2 separate regions of the Mus musculus genome follow, and region 2 is linked to region 1. The links are chromatin contacts, called in public HiChIP or PLAC-seq maps. All regions are on one chromosome and are shown on one strand. Each heading gives the region's core, a stretch centred on a gene start, on an enhancer-like site or on the middle of the called end of the contact. The rest is flanking DNA. Distances are from core to core; before and after follow the strand shown. Region 1 overlaps 1700060C16Rik (RIKEN cDNA 1700060C16 gene). Region 2 overlaps Sox5 (SRY (sex determining region Y)-box 5).

Evidence for each region. HiChIP or PLAC-seq counts read pairs in DNA pulled down with a chosen protein or histone mark.
Region 2: a contact with region 1 is called in an H3K27ac HiChIP or PLAC-seq map of the NIH/3T3 cell line, with 5 times the contacts expected there. The contact joins two enhancer-like sites. A contact is called at or near these places in 2 of 115 datasets of contacts at active chromatin or transcription factors (the NIH/3T3 cell line and fibro-adipogenic progenitors).

The regions. Positions count from the first base shown.
Region 1 is chr6:143,637,691-143,644,370 of GRCm38.p6, reverse strand. All of the region lies in intron 1 of 1700060C16Rik (RIKEN cDNA 1700060C16 gene), which reads left to right. Among named protein-coding and RNA genes, the nearest start is that of 1700060C16Rik, 10 kb to the left of the region's middle. Within about 2 kb of position 3,425, at least 66 of the 459 cell types and tissues checked have an H3K27ac peak or open chromatin away from gene starts, as enhancers often do. A contact at or near this core is called in the NIH/3T3 cell line, where this site is marked.
Region 2 is chr6:144,084,081-144,090,939 of GRCm38.p6, reverse strand. The region is part of intron 3 of Sox5 (SRY (sex determining region Y)-box 5); the gene reads left to right. Among named protein-coding and RNA genes, the nearest start is that of Gm52485, 100 kb to the right of the region's middle. Within about 2 kb of position 2,514, at least 15 of the 459 cell types and tissues checked have an H3K27ac peak or open chromatin away from gene starts, as enhancers often do. A contact at or near this core is called in the NIH/3T3 cell line, where this site is marked.

The DNA.
Region 1 (6,680 bases), core at 2,176-4,675:
ACATACATACATACATACATACATACATACACACACACACACACTCACACCACACACGCACCCATGCACACACACACAAACACACTACACACACATACATACGCACACATACACACATGCGCGCACACACACATACACACACCACACACCCAATTACACACACCACACACATACACACACATATAAACACCACACACACACACACACACACACACACACACACACACACACACACACACAGCTGAGCATGCATTGCTCTCCCAGAGAACCTAGTCAGTCACCGGCAAACACTGAGCTGATAACAAACACTGAGCCGATAACTCTAGCTCTAATGAGCATTCACGTGGCATGTGTACACACAAGCACACATACAGACACACTTAAGAAATGTAATTATCAGTAACAGTAGTTGTCCTATCACCTACCCTTGAATTGTCTTTTGCTTTCCCATAATCCCCAGGTTTGAACTTTTCTCCTTTCACAAGATAAGATGGTTAAAGATTACAGCACCTGGATTGCCTTTGAATCCTAACACACTACTGTTATTCAATTAAAAAATATGTTTATAGAAGAGTTATCTTACTCAGGATGATTGTTGTTGTGATTAAACATCATGACCAAACCAACTTAAGGAGGAAAAGATTTATTTGGCTTCCCCTTCCACAGCACCGTTCATCATCAAAAGAAATCAGGACAGGAACTCACACAGGGCAGGAACCTGGAGGCAGGAGCTGATGCACAGGCCATGGAGGGGAGCTGCTTACTGGCTTGCTCCTCATGGCTTGCTCAGCCTGCTTCCCTATATAGTTGACATAAAACTAGCCACCACAAGAATAACTCATCCTGACTATATCTTAACACAGACACTATGCCACATCTCTCTTGAGATAGAAGCTTCTAGATTGACATGAATTTACAGAAGTGTTTATTTTATAGAGTCCCTAGTTGTCAAGTTGAGCTCAGGAGACACCCTGTCAGATACCTAACTAGAATGACTAGACCGAACCTGCCTGTGGCTCCTGATTGCCCCACAATCCAGAGCCTAGATAGAGGCTCATTCTGGAAAGAATGGTGTCAACCCCTAGCCATCCTCAGAGTCCGAATATTTGTGTACAAAATGGCACACGTTTGAGCATGGCAGGAGTCAGTCCGGCTCACAGAATCCTCTCCACATCTATTCTGCTCTCTGTGTGTCCCTTTGATTCTGGATAGAGGGAAATCTTCTGAGAAAGGACTGGAATTGCACTCTGGTGAACAAAGTTGAGGATGGTGGTGATGTGGGAAGAACAACAGAGACTTAGAACAGGAAAGTAACCTAGGAACCAGCAACAGCACAAGGGCAGGGAGACACAAAAGAAAGCGTGGTTTCACCAGGACCTGGGAGCATGGAGAGGTCTTGTGCTTCACCAGCGCTGGACCCTGCAGGAACGGCCAGAGAGAGCAGCTCAGCAAAGTAGAGGAAGAACCTTAGGATCAGCCAGGATCAGCCAGGGGCCACCAGACGAGAGAAAACAGAAGATAGCTCTGCCCGGAGCTTCCGACACTCGATCAGCAAGGCACAGCTAGTGGACAATCAGCAGGGGATTGTTTTCACATTCCACCCAACGTGCCAAAGCTCACCAAGGCGAGCAGAAGACCATGAAAAAAATAGGTGAGAAAGGACAACCATATCTTCTTATCTTCTAGTTGTATAGTTAAATAGTGTCTGCCATTTTGCTTTTTTGGTGGTCTTAGGCGTGTGTGTGTGTGTGTGTGTGTGTGTGTGTGTGTGTGTGTGTGTGTGTATCAGTGTGTGATGACATTAAAAGAAAAGCGTTAGTGAATGTGGTTGTGCAAGCAATCTCTCTGACTGCTGTCACAGTCTGCCATTTTGACAGCATCAAGGGTCAAATTCAAGGCAGGATTCTGTCTGTAGACTTACTTATTCTGAGTGAGCCTGGAAGTCTATATGACTTCCCTATATGATGGGGTATACTTTTGAATCCATCTGCTCAGGTGCAGTCTGGGATGAGAGTGGGGGTGGTAGAAGACAGTACTTGACACTAATAACATTAAACAGCGAACATCCAGAGTCTGACTCATCTGACCTCACATTTCTTGTCTAACTAACGTCATGCTTAAGCAATGACCTGGGAGGACTCAGAACATGTGCTCTGAGTATGTCTGCCTCACGTTTCTTTTTTGTGATAGTTTTGTGTCTTTGGATAGTGACTCAAACCTCCCTGAAATTCTTAGGAGATGTTAATCTAAGTACATAGAAATCACTGCTGAACAATGTAGAGTGGTCCACACAACCTCAGGAAAAACAGCAGCTAAAATTTGACCTTAAAATAAGTGAATGAAGTAAGCGCCCCTCCCCAAAACTCAGAGTGTAATGAACATAGTGTCTCCCATTCTAGGAGCTAGGAGTGATTTCCATCTCATGAGCTCTCTCTCTCTCTCTCTCTCTCTCTCTCTATATATATATATATATATATATATATATGAAGAAAACTGTTTCCTGCTGATCTTAACTTCTTGCCCACAATTGGTGGGCCATTTCTTAAGCAACTGCTTAAGAAAATCTTAAGAAAACATATGGACTTCCATAGGATCTCTAAGACTTTCAGATGCACCTCCCCCTGCCTCGGCCCCTTCTCCCTGTGCTAGACTGAAGGCACTGTCTTCCCGTCCCCTGCCACCCACCATTTGGGATAAGCCACAACCTGCAACTGGTCTTATGTTTGCTTGAGCCACAAGTGATACGGGTCACACCACATTAGTAAAGTCATCCTCAGAAGATGCTGCACACTCCTCATCCATCCTGCTTCTTCAACGCACATGCACGGAAGTGGTCCATCACACCAACCATGCCTCCACCCACCCTGGTTGTCTTTGTCATCATCTCAGACATATCCGCAGACACAACGGTTCTAGACGTAATTCTGAGGCTTTTTCTTAAAGCCTCATGAACTCTATCAAGTTCACGTTTATATTCAAATAACTTCTAATTCAGTCAAGACCAGCTGTCAGTGCAAGTGAATACAGATCATCAGGCACATCTGGAGATGAGACTCTTCCTGAAGAATTCCACCGCTTCACATGGATGCATTCAGTTCAGATCAAGTTCCTCAACAACGTAACCCCTTCGTTATAGTTAACTCACAGGAGAAGTCAAACTTTTATACCTGAAGGAAAGTACGGATAGATTCTTCTGTTTGATGACCTGTGTTTGCAGCAGTCCTTTCTCCTGGGCCAGATTTTTAGAGGAACGGATAGAACCAGTCTCAATAAATCAACAGGTACATATTTTATTCCTGAGATTAACAGCTGTGGGTTCTGATTGGGAAACTCACCAGGAATCTACCTCTACTACTTCCCTGCCACTAGGGCCAGTTTGGGCCACTCTGGCCTGCTCCTGGCTTCCTCCTGGGCTGTGGACACTGGTGAACAAATATTGCCTGCTTGGACGTGAGGCTGGCTTTGGACTTCTCGCCCCATGGTGCTTCTGACTCAGTCTGACCTTACAGATTCTTGGCCTGAGTTTGTTTGACCTCGGGAACACGCTTATTCATTTCTTTGTTGAGCAACATCTTGGTTTCCAGAGCCTCTGCTGCTGTGACTCACTGCTGGGTGAGAATTCCCGGGAGCCTGGCCACATTTCCAGATACTGCTGACATTGGGCTGATCTATGCTATTTAACCAGCAGCCTCACTTTCCATTCAGTCCCTGCCTGGCTCCACCAGGGTTCTTCAGGGTGTTTCAGTGCAGCTTCCATGCCTGAGAATGTGGACAGGCACCCTGGGGCAAGGGAGCGGTGTCAGGGGTTGATTGGTGGGTCAGGTTTGTTTGCCCTGTGACTTCCCTGGACCTGGAGGGGCTGCCATTTGACTCGTTTTATCTGCTCTCAGAGACAGTGTTTCAGTCTGTATTTCCCTTGTTTAGATGACTTTTGCTCTCCTTTTAGATCACCGATTTTGGTATCGACTTACCTTTATATTTCACCAATTTGCTTATGGATTAATTATACTCCCCTTTCAGGTGTTTGCTTTTTGTTTGCAATTCCCCTTAGCATTAGCAACAGGTCTTGTAGTTTGCTTGCCAGCCTGTAACTTTTTCTTCATCATTACACCTTGGGTGCACATTTTAATTCCCAGGAACTCAATATTCCCACCCATAGAAAGGGAAAATGGCAAAACTCCTTCCCTAACCATCACTTCAGGGTAACAATGGCTGCTGTTAGGATCACGATCAGGATTCAATATTTCCCTGCAGCAAGTTATGATGATTTGGTTTAAAAACATGTGAGTTGGAGAGTTGTCTCAGTGGTTAAGAGCACTGACTGCTCTACCAAAGGTCTTGAGTTCAATTCCCAGCAATCACTTGGTGGCTCGCAACCATCTGTAATGAGATCCCATGCCCTCTTCTGGTGTGTCTGAAGACAGCTACATTGTACTCATATACATAAAATAAATCTTTAAAAATAAAACCAAACATGTTAGTAATCATCATTAAGTCAGTTTATTTAGTCCATACCTGGTGTTTATATTACACACCTACGTGCATTTTGAGATGAGCTTTTTAGGTTTGAGCAGCTTCCCAATAGATTCCATGGTCCACAGAAGGATGTCAAAGCAGGCCTCACAGAGGGACAGAACAACAGGCCGTGAGGAATGAGCACCCAATAGAACGTCTGTCTCATACTTTTTCCTCAGTAGTACATGAAAAAGAAACTCTCTTTTTCCAAACTATCGAATTGTGCATTCTCAAACCTGCTTTAACTGGAATCCTAAGTCTAAATTTTTGATGCATGAGTGCATTCTTGTTTTCTCCAGAAATGAATGTAGCAGGAGCTGGGTGTGGCATTTGGGGGCCATTTTGTTGCAGTAAATCTCCAACCCAAATAAGCCAAGGCAAGGAAAACACAACTCAATTAATATGAATACAAGCTGCAAGCCTAGATTGGGTAGATCTCCCACTACACTACCATCTTCCCCATCTATGAGATCCCTTTTAACTTGCGGTTTCTCCGGGCCATGTGCTTCTGCTCCACTTTCCTTCCACCTCCTCCTCCATCTCTTCTTGATTCCCATCCCTATAAAGCTGTCATTTCAAGGACATGACTCAATCCCCTTTAACAGCAAATGCTCCCAATGGGAAGAGAAAGCTAGTCTGACGGCTTGTTTACCTTTGAAAGTAACTTCTTCACTTTTCCGGAAGCCTAAAGCAATTTTCTCTTGGTGTTTAGACATGAAGAATTCTGCAGGTGCATAAATGTTGTCACCAGTTCCTCTGGAATACTGAAGGCTTTTCGGCCTCCTTGCTTTTTCCTCAGATTTGGATGATTTTCTTTTATTATTTTGATTAACTATTTCTGTACTTTTTCTTTACCTTTTTAGAATCCAATCACCTTCTTGTAATATTTCTTGAAACTGTCTTCAGGTTTTCTAAGTTTTTCCTCTAATAATGTGGACTCATACTTTGCTCTGTGTTTGTGATTATTGCTGCATTAATTTAGCCTCAATACTGATCATCAGCTAAGTTTCCACTCTAGCTAGAATACTGCTCTTCTTTTCTACCTTTGTATTTGATCATGTAAATTAGTGAAAAATAGGTGTTATAAATGAGAGATTTCAGAAAAAATAATTTAGAGGGGATACATTTAATGTTCCAGGAAGACATATACAACTTCAAAAGATAAGAAATTCCAGAATGAGTAGATCAGGAGTTGGGACAAAACAGAGAAAAGAGTCAGTGGAATGAAAATCATGTGAATACAAGTCATTGACTGGCAAAACAATGAGGACAAACAGTGAGAAAAAGAAGCCTTCCAAAGCATTGCAGACTCACGGGAAAATGTCAGAGAGCTTCATTCACTCAGACTGACAAAGGGAAGAACACCGGGAACAAAAGAGAAGAAAAGCTCTGGAGAAATAGCACCCAAGAATTTCCAAAATTAATGAAAGACAACAAAACATAGGTCTAAGAATCTCAGTCACAACGCTGGGGACACGTAGAGGAAGATCAGACCTGCTATTTAGATTGCTTGGAATTATTAAAGATTGAAGTTCTGGAATTCAATAAAGGAAAATACGTCAAATTGAGGGCAAGTCAGCATCAAGCTACAAGAGAAGTATATTCAGAAAATAACAATGGAAGTGGAAGACAGCCAGAAGGTTCTATTTATCTGGATTCACACACACACACACACACACACACACACACACACAAACACACACACACAGAATACACACACTCATGCACATACACTCACATGCACACACATACACTCACATATACACACTCCTGTACACACACACTCATGCACACACGTACACTCATACACAAACACTCATGCACACCCAAGACTTTATCCACTAAGAGAGTCTTTAATAATTGAGATGTTAGAATAAAGTCAGACAAAAGGTAACAGGATTTGTCTCCAGAAAATCTACGTTATGGTGTAGGATTAAAGACCGAAGGTATTCAGAAAGAGCAAACTATTAAATTAAAATCGTGAATCTAAAGAAAGAAATGTCAAAGCATGAACAAGCACTAGGTCAGCACACATACGATTTGTCTTCATATTATCCCAGCATATATAGAATGTAGACATAAGATATACTGCAGATGCATGATTAAATCTCCCTGTGCAACTATTGGCTATTTAAAGTAAGAATTTAAATACCTAAGCCCAAGTT
Region 2 (6,859 bases), core at 1,265-3,764, 450 kb before region 1:
GTTACACCCATCTTAGATTTTTATTATTTTTATTAATATTATTGTTAATCACTTTATTCATTTGCATTTCAGATGGTATCCTCCTTCCTTGTTACCCCTCCACACACACACCCAGCCCATCCTCCCACTCCCCTGTCTCCTTTTGCCTCTCTGAGGGTGCTCCCCTACCCACTCACTATCTCTCACTTCACTGCTATAGCATCCTCCAACTCTGGGGCATCAAGGCCATCCTCTGATATATATATATAAAACCATGGATCCCTCTATGTGTACTCTTTGGTTGGTGGTCTAGTTTCTGGAAGCTCTGGGTGGTCTAGTTAGTTGATATTGTTCTTCCTATGGGATTGCAGTCTCGAAGTCTCCTTCAGCTCCTTCTTAGTTTCTGAGAGCATCTCTCATGATCTTAGCCTTTACCTGTTCTGTCCAAGGAACCTCAGGGATCCTTCTGTCTCTACTTCTCTAGCGCCAAGAAATAACCAGAATCATCCAGCATTTCACAGGGTTTCTGGGGATACAAACTAGGGTTCCCATATTTGTATGGCAAGCACCTTATAGATGAAGCCATTTCTCCAGCTACACGGGTAGACCATCTAGAGAGGGGGGCATAGCTGTGTTTCTAGACATTCTTGAGCTGTCTTCAGAAGACTCTCTGAGAATACTGAGAAGGAGAGGAGGATACAAGGGGACGTTGATGGAATGCAGTGTTATAAATTCCGGAACAGAGTGGCTAGGGTAGGAGTGGTTGACAGCACAGCATCCTGTAGTGAGACTTACAAGCAGGTACTCAGTTACCTGGTCAGAACCCAGATTACAGAACAGCAAGGCCGAAAATTACGTGTAAATCAGACTTGGGAGCAAACATTTACTTTTATGGAAAATGGTGTAATGACGCATGATCATAGCAAATCTTATTGTAGAAACAGATATGTGGTATAAATTGTAGCTGACATTTTATTTCCTGGACATCTGAGTCAATGTAGAGATTAAGGTGGACTTGGAGATAGAGATGTTTAGTCCTCAACTGAAGACAATATTGGAGACAAATTACATAGACAACCCGCAGGCAGTTCATGTGTTCTGTTTGGGGACAAAAGCCAAAGGTTCAAAGGTTGGTATGCACTATTGTTGCTGGTTGTATCAGTCACAAACTGAGTATATGTCATAGTGCAACAATTGATTTCTGTACTTGGTTGAGAGATGCCCAGGGCATTATCATGGCAGTCCTCTGGGTATGTCTGTGTGGTGTTTGAAGAGATTAGACTGCAAGGTACTAACCTAAGAAATGGCTCAATCCCTGATAGACTCAAAATGTGGGTAAGGTTTTAAAGTTGTAGTGCTGTGCAAGGAGAGGGATGCTCGGAGAACTCAGGCCACAGGGGTGTGCTTAACTGTGTCTTGTCTTGTCTGGATCACTTCCTACTGATGCTCTGCTCTGTCTGCCATGAGCTACTCAGTTCTCTTCCACCATGCTCTTCCCACCAGGATGGATGCAAGCTCAGAAACTGACCAGAGCACAACCTTCTTCTCTTCCTTCCGTTGCCTGTCTTGGGCATTTTGTCACAGTGACAAGGAAATGGACTCCCATGTGTCCGCTTCATTTGGATGAAGGTCTGCATTAGGAGTCCTCTGACTGAGATGGCGGGAGGAAACTATTTTCTCAGAATTTGTTCTATACCTAGTTGTAGTTGTTTTATGACTTTCCAAGACACTAGCTTTCTTCATTTGATAATTGCCAAGTGAATGCTGGAGACCATTGCCATCGGTTAGAATATGATGATTAGAAAGCTCATTTAATGATCTAAAATATCTGGTTAGTTTCTTCTAAGTGTAAAATATATCAATGAATATTATCTGAATTCAGAAAGAAAAGTGTACTTGATGGTCAAATACTACTCTAATTTAATTTATAAAATTAACTGAAAACTTGTATTTGAATTAATGTTTTCAAAAGTATGGAAACTCTTAGGCATAAAAAATCTATTCTTAGTAAAGTATATTTTTGTGTATATAATATAGGAAATCTTACAGCCTACTATTTGACTGTATCACACCTCTTTCATGTATAAAAGTTACATTCATTTTTGAGAAATCATTTCAGTAGGAATATGGATTCACCCTTTTGGTTTCTAGTGTGTTAGAAAATTAAAAGATGATCATGATTTCCTTTGTCTTTGAAGTGCCGCCACTGAAGTCTGCATGCTATACATGATTGGTGTGGGGATTCACCAAACAGTGGTTGTAGAGCATCACCCATCTCTCTATGCTCCCTTCTTTCCCCTTCTCCCCACCACATTCTCTTCTTTTTCTTTGTGCAGATATTGGAATGGTTCTTCCTGTCTCTTATGGGCAGTTAGTCTGAACCATTGAATTCTGTTGATGTGCTGTCTGTGTGTGTGTGTGTGGGGGGGCATTACCAAACCCCCCAGAGCCAACTGCCAGAGAGGGAGGGACACTCCTTGCTCTTTCCATACAGTGTCTTGGGAGCCGTGACTCAGCAGTTGTGCCTGGCACGGTGCCATGCACCTACAATCCTACCATTCAAGAGGAAGTGGGAGGAGAGGGGGCACATGTTGAGAGTCATCCTTGGCTACAGAGTAAGTTCCAAGCCATCCTTGCCTGCAGATTAGGGCCTTGTCTCATAAAACTAGAGAAAAAAAATAGAGCAAGACTGAATGTAACAACGGTATTGATTTTTCCCCGGAGGGTTTCTCCAAGTGGGCTGAGACTGGGTGAACTGTTTCTTAGCAACAGGACATGCTGATCAATAGGTCCACATTTCAATAGGGTCTCTCAGTAACTTGATGCTTTGTATTAGTATCAGAATGAATTTTATATTCTATAAGGTAGGATGATAATGGTTATACATATTAGGAAGAAAAGCAAGTGTGAATGCTTGCCTCTTCAGAAGGTCTTTCTTTGTTGGGATGGCTTCTGTTGCCAATGCAGTCTGCCATGTGAACATCTGCAGGGCTCTGTCTCTCTGAAGGCCCCACTCTAGAGAAGCATCTAACCTGACAGGTGTGAGAGGAAACCGGCAAGAACAGCATTTTCTGCTTTTCAGCTCTACTCATAGATTAGCGCTCTGGGTACTTCATGCTTTGAATGTGTTTTGCTCCAAGTTCATTTCATTTTGTAAAGTGACAGCTACACTTCCAATCATTGTGCTCAAGTTTTGTAGTTTCCAGTCTTTGTGTCCTTCTGACTTCGTTCTTCGGTTCATCTACCTGACCATGGCTCATTCCCCTATCAGCAAGTTTCATGGAATTCTCCCTGGGTTGGGATATGGAGTGGCCACAGTTTTGTGAAAACTCTGTAGATGTTGGATACCAGAGCTAAACATCATCATAATTCCCCCCATGATTATGCACATTAGATCGCGGTCTGTGTATAAGTCTGTTATTTTGTAAAGGCACTGCTATAGGAGGCCATGTTATAGCTTAATTTAAATTTTGTACTCAATTTCAGTATCACTAGAGTATTGTATTGAAATAATACGATTGAAAATTAATCTAGATTATAACTTATTGTAAAACGCAGTATTTCCATCTTTAAATCTCTACAGATAAAACAAACACTCTGTGTACGTGTGTGTCTGTGTGTGTCTCTGGGTCTATGTGTCTGTGTGTCGGTGTGTCTGTGTATGTGTGTGTGTGTCTGTGTCTGTGTGTATGTGTGTGTGTCTGTATATGTGTGTGTGTGTGTGTGTATGTTTGTGTGTGTCTGTGTGTCCGTGTGTGTGAGAGAGCGTGCGAGCACATGCATGCACCAGGGCATAAATGGAGATGTCAGGAAATAGTCTTTGGTTATTGATTATCACCTTCCCACAGTTTTACACTCCTTGAGCCAGTGCCTCTTTGCTGCTTTGCAGGCCATGCTAGCTGGCCCTTGATCTCCTGGAGCATCTACTGTCTCAGCTTTTTCTATCTGTCCCTAGACGTGTGCTAGGATTCCGATGTCTGTTCTCCCGTGTCTGCTTTGATTTAGGTTCTAGAATTCCAAAGCCTGGCTGTTAGGCTTGTATGGAAAACACTTTTACATATTCTGCTATCTCTAATATATATATATATTTCAGTTTTTATATTCACAGAATTTTATTCAGAAACCAGTATAGTTTTGTACTTTGGTCTTTTAAATCTTCACATGTAAAAAGTATGTTCTTTAATGTTCTGCTCAATAAATAATTTTGTTCACATTAATAATGCTAAGACTATTCTCTTTATTGAATACCTTAAAATGTCTAAAATACTATTAAAAGGGTTTGAACTTTCCCCAGGAATAAGTGTAGCAGCCATTCAGTGTTTACTCAGTGACATTTCTGGTACAAAGTTCAAACACTGTCCTCTTTTTAAAGCAGTCTACTCCATTTTCTTCCACAGGCTGATGCCATGTTATTCCATGTTTGAACCGGTTTCATAATTCTTTTTGGCCATTTTGTAGCATCAGAAAATAGGATGGGTTTTCAATTATTTGTTTTGAACTATTGAGCATCTTACAAAGAGCTCATAGAACAGCCAGGAGTTGTGGCACACATCTGTAACCCCAGCTCACTGTACCTCCAGGTGTTGTAGCACACATCTGTAACCCCAGATCACTGTACCTCCAGGTGTTGTGGCACACATCTGTAACCCCAGCTCACTGCACCTCCAGGTGTTGTGGCTCACATCTGTAATCTCAGCAAAAGGGCCAGGTGTTCAAAGTCTATATAGGAAGTTTGAAGCAAGCTGCAGCTGCAGGAAATCCTATCTTAAGATAATTTTAAAAACCAGTTGTATTAGTTCTTTAAGAATTCCATATATGCTTTATCATATTCAACCTCCTGCCACAGCTCTAACCATATATATATATATATAATCTTTCTGTATCCACCCAAGTTTTTGTGTCCTTTAAAAAAAAAATCAAGACCAGCCCATGCTGGACCAATGTTCTTGAATGTGTAGTCTTCTACAATGTGGTCAACTTATGCAGTCTTAGAGATTGTCTGACCCTCTTCAAATCAGCTAACAATTGCCAAGAGGTTCTCAGGTAGGGATGCAACTTTCTGCCATAGCTTCACCATGCTAGAATTTGGTCTGGCTTCAGCCCGCATGCTTGTACACGCTGTCCTACCTTCTGTGAATTCCTAGGTTGAGCTACCCTGCTGAATGCAGAAGGCACGGTTTCCTTTCGGTCACCTCTGATTCTCTTGCTGTTCTACCCCTCTTCCACAGCGAGCCCTGGGAGGAGGAACTGCTGTATATGTGCTCCGTGTAGGGCTGAGAACTCCACAGGCTCTCATTTTCTGTGCCTCAGCCAGTCGTGGACCTCTATGTTAGTCACAATCTACTGCAATTAAAACAATTGTTTAAGGTCAAACAGAACCAGAGCTGACTGCATTGTTGAGGAAAAATGCTGCTGTGTCGATTCTGCAAGTTTGTTTTCATTTTTCGGTCTTTCAGATCTCCTCGTTTTCCTTAATAAACATTAGAGGAAGGGTTCAGGTCTCACACTATAGACAGACAGCTTTGTATCTAGGACATAAACTGTTATTATAACATGGGTCCAGTGTTCAAGTTACCAAATAGTGAATCTGAATAGCTTAATATGCTTAGAAATTCTTATCTTTTATTCCTCAAATCCTTATCTTCTAGAAGATACCAACATAGAATAGTATGAAAATATGGATGAAAGTATGAAAATATGGAGCCCGGTTATGTTGTTGCAAGAGACAAAATGATAATCTTTTATTGATGAATAATATTCTACTATGGATAAGTAGCTCATGTTCTTTATCAATCCATCCATCATTGCACACATGGGTTGATTCTCTATCTTGGCTGTCATGACTAATATTGCAGTAGGAATGTGCATACAGACACATAGATCCTCCTGTCTCTACAGAGACACACACAAACAAAAAAATTTACTGGCCTAAAATTGTAATTCTCCTTTGACATTTCAGAAACAAGACATAACTATTAGATGGATATGTGTCTGAAATTGTATGTTTGAGTATGTAGATGAACTTGTACTTCCATGTCCAGAGTTTCTAGGAACTTTGTGAAATTAATTAACCCATATAGTATAAGCTTTATTTACATGGAATAAGGCTGTCGTATAAGTTTCTGATTATACAACCAATAAAAGAGTACAGACATTTACATTCTAGTGTTTTAGAATGGTACACATGAGAGAAAAATGCAAGAATGTTTGTGTGTGCCACAGGTAAGACATTCCATTATAACTGGAATGCAATTAGGCAGATATAGGTCTAGTCCTTGTGGTGCCTAGACTCTAGGAGCAGGAGATATCATAGAGAAGAAGGAAAAAAACCTTGTATTTATGATTCTCTGCTATGAAAAGTCAGAGTTTAAAACATAGAAAATTAGCTTGTCCAAAAAGCAGAGATATTGGGAAATCAATACAAGTAGTGATCAAAAATAATAGAAAAATGTGTAAACCTCCCCATTGAAAAAAATTGTATTTAGGAAAATACATGAAGTCATTGAGTGATCCTCAATCTTGTGAAAGAATTTTCCAGTTAGGAAAAGAATAGTGGGAAGCATATGTCATGATTGGATACACACACACAGACACACACACACACACACCCCACTGGCACATGGATGGAATATGCCAAGGGAGGAGAGGGCAAGGAAGTGATCTCACAGAAGAAAGGGGTCCTGGGCTGTGCATTGCAAGCTCTTGGGGGACCTTGGGCAGCAGGTCCAGGTGGTGCCTTTACAGCTACATAGAAGACATCGAAGAAAAAAATTGTTCTATAGAATAGTTGCAAAGTTGTAGAGGTCTCATGTGTTTGCCCAGGGTCTGCACACAGAAACTTAAGTCAAAGGAGACTCAGTAGTCTCACTATTACATCATA